Linked DNA regions of Sus scrofa: region 1 is linked to region 2. A link is a contact called in public HiChIP or PLAC-seq data. All regions are on one chromosome and are shown on one strand. Each heading gives the region's core, a stretch centred on a gene start, on an enhancer-like site or on the middle of the called end of the contact. The rest is flanking DNA. Distances are from core to core; before and after follow the strand shown. Region 1 holds the start of RASGRP1 (RAS guanyl-releasing protein 1). Region 2 overlaps LOC110261470 (a long non-coding RNA gene).

Region 1 (3,039 bases), core at 157-2,656, 87 kb before region 2:
GAGGTCACAATTTCGGGTTAAACTTTTAATGAAATCCAGCCTAGAAGAGTAAGGGGTGAAATGAACACAGAGAACGAACAGAAACTTCCACAACTTTCTTTGCTGTGGAAGATGGTTTTTAACGGCTTGTAGCAAGGATTTCTTCAGGCCCCAGGCCTGCCCTCTCCCAGCTCCCATGATAACAGACTCAATTTAATTTCCTGAAGCTCCTCCTCTTAACCTGGTGCAATTTAATTTGCTGCAGCCTCTCCTTTCGATTTGGTGCAAGGCACAGCGCAGGACCTTCAGGGGACAGAGGTCAGGTAGGACATAAAGTGCCAAAACCTTTTAGCTTCATAAGGTTCAACTGGGCAACGCTTCCTGCCTCGACTGGGCCCAGCCAGGCACAACAGAGCTCGCGTGTACAGAGGTAGGATGAGCATTGCCTGCCCAGGCTCTATGCTGAGCCCAGGTCATGGTCGGCAGCTGCCTGGTTCCGGCCCTTTCAGGGCCAATCTCAGGTGCCTGGCCCCTCCTGCCTTTTCACTCGCGGTCACTTTCCCTTCATCTTTTGTCACCCCCAAGATCCTCCTAAAACACGTCTAGCATCACTGGATGTGGGGGATCGCGGGGTCTCCACCCAGGAGGTTGTGCGACTCTCTGGCCCCTGCGCGCTCACAGCAAACGCAGTTGGCCTCCTGAGTCGGGCCGGACATCCGCAGGGCCGGACAGGCCGCCAGGTGGCGCCGCCCGAGCCGAAGCGGCAGCAGGTGCGGGGGGCGCAGAAAGTCCGTGAGTAGGAGTCCCAGGGGTCCCGCGCCCCAGGTTGGGGGACCCGGTCGCTCGGCACGATTCCGGGGCTCGCTCGGCACGATTCCGGGGCTCGCCCGGTGAACTCTGGCCGCGCGTCCGCACAAACCAGCTCCGTCTCCCGCTAGTCGGGCGAGATGCGCCAAGCGCGCCGGGTGCATCTGTCCCTTGCATCCGTCTCCCCTGACTTCGGCGGAGACCCCGGCCGGCCTCACCCGCGGCCAGCAATTTTCCATAGGAGGAGGTCAGGACCGGTCACCCCGCTTCCCGTCTCGGCGAAGTCCCGGGGCCGCGGGCGCCGTGCCCTCCCCCCAAGAAAGGAAACGGGCGCCCCTACTCACCGCGGAGCCTCTCTCGTCTTGCCCAGGGTGCCCATGGCCGCGGCCGCGCTCCCGGAGCCGCCTCACCTAGCGCGGCGGGACAGGCTCGGCAGGGAGCGGCGCATCTCCAACGCCGCCACCGCCGCCTGCCGAGCCCTTCAGTACTGGGCCGCCCACCCTCCACTCTCTGCTCTCTGAGCCGGTCGAGCCCGACGGCTGCGCACCCGCAGGCACAAACTTTGTGTGAGCGCGCCCCCTCGCCCTCCTCCTCGAGCGCGTGCACATTCGCAGGCACAAACCACCTGACAGCGCTGATGTTATCGCCGGAGGAAATGTGTGGCGCTCTTCTGCTCTTCCCTGAAACCTGCCCCCATTACTCTCTAGTCCCCAGAGCCTGCCTCTCTTTCCGATCTCGCCTTTCGCCCCTGCAGGCCACCTCTGCCCGCCCAAGGCTGAAGTTCGAAGAGGAGTTGGAGGGACGGGGAGACCCGGGTGCCCTGGATCCCAACCCTCAATCCGCGACCGGAGACGGGGTGGGGGCTGGAGGAAACCGACTTCGCGGCCAGTTCTTGGGGTAACCCCACCTTCCCACATTTCAGTACTGGCTCTCGAAGACCCCTTGTCCCCTCTCAGGCCTTTCTTGTATATATCAGAGCTCAGAGGAGGGGGTGGGATAAGGAACGAATACACAGGTGTGGGTCCGCCTTAGCCTGTGCCTTTGGGTGGCTTCTTGGTAGCAATTTGCAAGACTGGAGATCCGTGCTCGGTACCCTGAGGGAGCAGCGAGTGTGGAGGTTCGCTCTGGGTGTGATGCCTATCAGGCAAGACACAGCTGCCTGGCCTTTGTGGATGTGGGAGATGTGGGGAGAAGAGGACAGGGCTGAGGATGGGTGGGGAGACTTTTCTGACAGCCTATCGGGCCAGGAATGGCAACGTACTCCTAATTGCCCCAAAGATAGTGATAACAACATAGCCAATGTTGATTGAGTGCCTTGTGTTAAATGCTTTCTGTACATAACCTCATTTAAGCCACTTCCCCTAAATACCAAGAGGTAACTCTTTTAAAGATGGAAAAAATATTAAGGTTCAGAGAATAATATGCTTCCCATCTGCAACTAGTAAACAGCAGAGAGAACCAAGATCTGACTCCCTGTAACCACTGCAAACTGTCCTAGTAACATACCCATTATCACTGTAACATGCAGTAACTCCAGCCACAGTATTAAGTTCCTTTTATATATTCCCTCATATGTATATGCCAACTTATCCTTGAAAAAAAAGAATTCAAGATAGCTTACAAAGGTGTGTAACTCACAAAAAGAAGTGTATAAAATGAAAAGTGAAAATTAAAGCACATAAAATGGAGCAGAAATGAAAGTGTGTGTGTATGTGTTTATTGCAACCCATAGCATTCAATACACTTGCTATAAATGGGACCAAACTTTGTCTCCTGGATTTCCAGCAGTCATGATCAAAAGGGAGGCCTTTTCTAAAATTCAATTCCTATCACAGGCAGACAAAAAAAAAAAAAAAAAAAAAAAAAAAGATTGCTCGAAATCAACTCTTCTTGATACCCAGACCAAAAAGAAATTTCTCCAGAGAAACTTCATGAACATTGGGTAATGGAAGCAAGCCCTCAGTCACAGCCACACGCATAGACAGAGCATGTGATGTTAAATTATGACACTCTTCCAGACTCACACAGAATATACATAATGTCAAATGGATAAACATATACCTTACATAAATGCGTAATTATATGTAAATATGTACTTAGATACAGAGATAAGTTACTGGCTGTATTCACACAATACTAAATACAGTTGCAGGTAGGTATACACTTGCACACATATACACTTGCAGTCCATTATACAATAAGGATAGAAATTATAAGCTATTCATTCAAGAAGTGAGGCTTGTTGAGGGTTTT
Region 2 (3,177 bases), core at 622-3,121:
ACAATTATTGACAAGAGGTATGGGATTATTCTTATACCAGTCTGTTCCATCCTGAACCTGAAAGTGCATTAGTTTCCCTTAGAGACATTGTCTATGTAGAATAAAAACAAAGTTGGGGTTATTAGGAAGGAGGAAGATGGCAATTTGGGGATAGAGAGCCAAGAATGCTATTGTATTGCTTTAACGAGATATCTATGACATCAATTTATTTTCTTAAGATAGAAAATGAAAATTCCTCCTAATTGAGGATTCAGGTTAGGGAGAAATTAATACAGAATGGGCAACATTATGAAGACAAACCTGTTGAGAATCCTGATTCTGTACCAAGATATTCATCTCTTTAAAGTCTGTTTTCCTTTCTAATATTAGGATAATAGTTCATGCTTCTCAGGGAAAGGATTAAACACTGAAAATGTATGTAGGATGCTGGGACAAAGTAAATAGTCCTATGCTTGAGAGCACAAAAACAAGGGTCCACTTGAGCAGACAGTGGGGTATTTCTGAAGGACCAGGCGGGAGAGGTGATATGGGGCATGGTAGCTTTTCAAGGCAGAATATAACCATTTCTGAAAGCCCAGAATGTAAACTTTCACAACGAGAACCATCTGGAGGGGGAGGCATGGTGATACAGAGATCAGGCAGATTCCTCTGGGTGTTTCCTCCTCCACAACATGTTTTTTTAGAAGTGAAATCAGAAGAGCATCAGGGCAGCTTCGAAGGGGAAGTCATAAAAGGACAGGTTACATCTTGGGGACATGAGAGTATTCTGTGCACTCCTTGAGGAAGAGGGTCGGGGAGAGCAGGTTCACCTTGGCCTTGCCTGATGGCCTATTAGGTCATTAAGGATGGTCTCACCTCCTCCATGCCTCCTGGTTCTCCGAGTCATCACTCAGTCTGAGAACCAGTGGAAATGTTCCAAAGCTTGGGCTAGGCTCTGGATCTGTTCTTCCCACCTGAAGGCTGACTGCCATCCCTCTGATTCCCACTATTTCCCACCTCCTATCAACAAAGCACAGTTCCTCTCCTCCCCTCTCCTTCTCTATTTTTCTCTCTTTCCCTCACTCTAACCACCCCGCCATGTCTCCTCTCAATGATGGCAGGACCTTTATGCTCTAAAAGCATATTTGGAAATTAAAGAAAGCAATTCTCAGGAGGAGAAGTTTCCATCCAGATACTATTTCATTAGAATTGTTTTTTTTTTTTTTATGTGTGCTACCTCCAGCCAGTGTCTGATGCCCCATAAGGATGTAAAATTATAAGGCAATGTCTTCTTCAAAGGTGAAAAACAAGCTCCAGATGTTTCCAATAGCAGGTAAGAGCCACAAAACATTTTAGAAAGTTTAGAAAACTTTGACTCTAGCTCAGGTGATCTAGAAAAATAGCTTTAGAAAGTCCACTTTAAAGAGTAATATTTTGATGTTGCATGTAGAGTTAGCTAAAGCTTTGTATTTCAAATATTTGAGGCCATTTGGAGTATGTTTTGGGGTAACAATTAAACTTGGAGTGAATGCCAGAGACTGACTGCAGGACAGCAAAAGCCAGAAGTGTTTGTGGAGTGGGTGTGAGGAAGCAGCAGCCATCTGCATATCCCTTATCTGTATAGAAGCTGTGAGAGAAGTATAACCATCCCATTTCCCAGATGAGAAGATAAGCTCAAGGGGTCAACATCAGACATGTAACTGACCAAGTCAATTTCAGTCCTTCGTGTGTTACACCAGCTTCCTGCTGACACAAGGATCTATCTTATTCCTGTTTAACTGCCTGCATAAGGTTATGTTTTCACCAAATTGGGAAATGTGGGTTCCTGCCCTAGTGCTGCCCCCCATTAACAGGGAGGAGTCGAATAAGCCACTTCCCCTCTCTGAGTGAATGGGCCGGCTCAACAACAGTCTCTGAAAGCAGAATCAGCTCTGAAGGGCTGAGGTCGCTTGGGTTACTTTACGTGCCCATCTGAATGCTTGTTTAACCTAAGCCTGCCCATTAGTTCTCCTGAAGGCACGTGGCTGAGGCAGAGCCTCCTGCAAATGTCTTGGGAGGAAGGAGCAGCTAAAAGAATCAGATCTTTCTTGGCCTTGAGAACCACCCCTAGCCAAGCCTCCTCTGCATGCAGCACTGGAAACAGGCACTTTCAGTGAATACCTGGGGCTGTGATGGGCTCTCATCCCAATGTCACACTGTCAAATGTCTGAAGATGGAAAAATCAAGGAGGTTTTTGTTGAGTTGTGATTAAGAAACCTTACATATATCTCAAAAAATGACTTTGCTGAGCTTACAAGGCAATAGATAAATGAGGTCACTCTGGCATATGCTGGCTGCTTACAAACTGGGAAAGGTGGAGTCAGTGAGTGAGGCAAGTGGGTGAGACTCATTGGCAGGCTTCTCAGAGATGGGCAGTTTTGGTGGAAAGGAAGGGCAGCTCCAGGCATGGTACAGAAATGTTTCCTGATGGATGGGAGCTTTCAGAGTAGATGGGGGAGGCAAAAGGCTGAGGGCAAACTATGAGGACAGTGAAGATGCTTGTTAGAATTGGGATTCATAAAAGGTGATAAGAGATCAACCTGGGGCCTGCTGGATGACCATCTGCTTATTTACTCTGCTTTTTCTTCTAGGACAGTTGCATGGGGTGGAGGCTGCATTCAGATATCTAAAGGAGGTGGCTGGACCTCAGCAAGTGACACTGGGCTGGGAGATGGGGGATGAAGGGTACATGCTGAGGTTGGAAGCAGATTAAGAACTTTCAGCTCCCTGAAGGACAGCCACACTTTCTTAGAAACATTTCCTTTATTTTCATCATCTGAGGGCAACTTGCAACAGAGTTGCTGAGCTCTGATTTTTCATTTTAGTTGCAAGCTGGACCTTGAAGGAGGAGAAGGTGGGCTTTTCAGTAGCATTTGCCTGTAGATGCCTCTCGTTTGCTAGGGATGAAGATCTCACATTGCCTGTGGTGACTGGTCCAGTAAAGTCCTGGGAGAACAGGGCTGCAAAGGGCTCTTTCTTGTAAAGAATGCTTTGAGGTCATTCCCAGTGGTAATGAATCGACTAATACCCACGCAGATTAGGGTTCAATTCCTGGCGTCACTCAGTGGGTTACGGATCTGTCATTGCTGTGAGCTGTGGTATAGGTCACAGATGCACCTCGGATCCTGCGTGGCTGTGGCTGTGGCATAGGCCAGTGGC

The links. HiChIP or PLAC-seq counts read pairs in DNA pulled down with a chosen protein or histone mark.
Region 1: a contact with region 2 is called in an H3K27ac HiChIP or PLAC-seq map of alveolar macrophages. The contact joins the promoter of RASGRP1 here to the enhancer-like site in region 2. A contact is called at or near these places in 2 of 5 promoter capture datasets (fetal liver and liver), 24 of 47 Hi-C or Micro-C datasets (alveolar macrophages, blood, brain and 12 more) and 1 of 2 datasets of contacts at active chromatin or transcription factors (alveolar macrophages).

The regions. Positions count from the first base shown.
Region 1 is chr1:132,700,862-132,703,900 of Sscrofa11.1, reverse strand. It overlaps RASGRP1 (RAS guanyl-releasing protein 1), which reads right to left and starts at 1,406. Exons shown (of 17, transcript XM_003121603.4): 1 at 1,131-1,406. The coding sequence starts at 1,165. LOC110261469 (a long non-coding RNA gene) reads left to right here. Exons shown (of 4, transcript XR_002345564.1): 1 at 1-302.
Region 2 is chr1:132,614,570-132,617,746 of Sscrofa11.1, reverse strand. It overlaps LOC110261470 (a long non-coding RNA gene), which reads left to right. Exons shown (of 3, transcript XR_002345565.1): 2 at 1,223-1,312; 3 at 2,610-3,119. Among named protein-coding and RNA genes, the nearest start is that of RASGRP1, 86 kb to the left of the region's middle. Within about 2 kb of position 1,871, at least 7 of the 83 cell types and tissues checked have an H3K27ac peak or open chromatin away from gene starts, as enhancers often do. A contact at or near this core is called in alveolar macrophages, where this site is marked.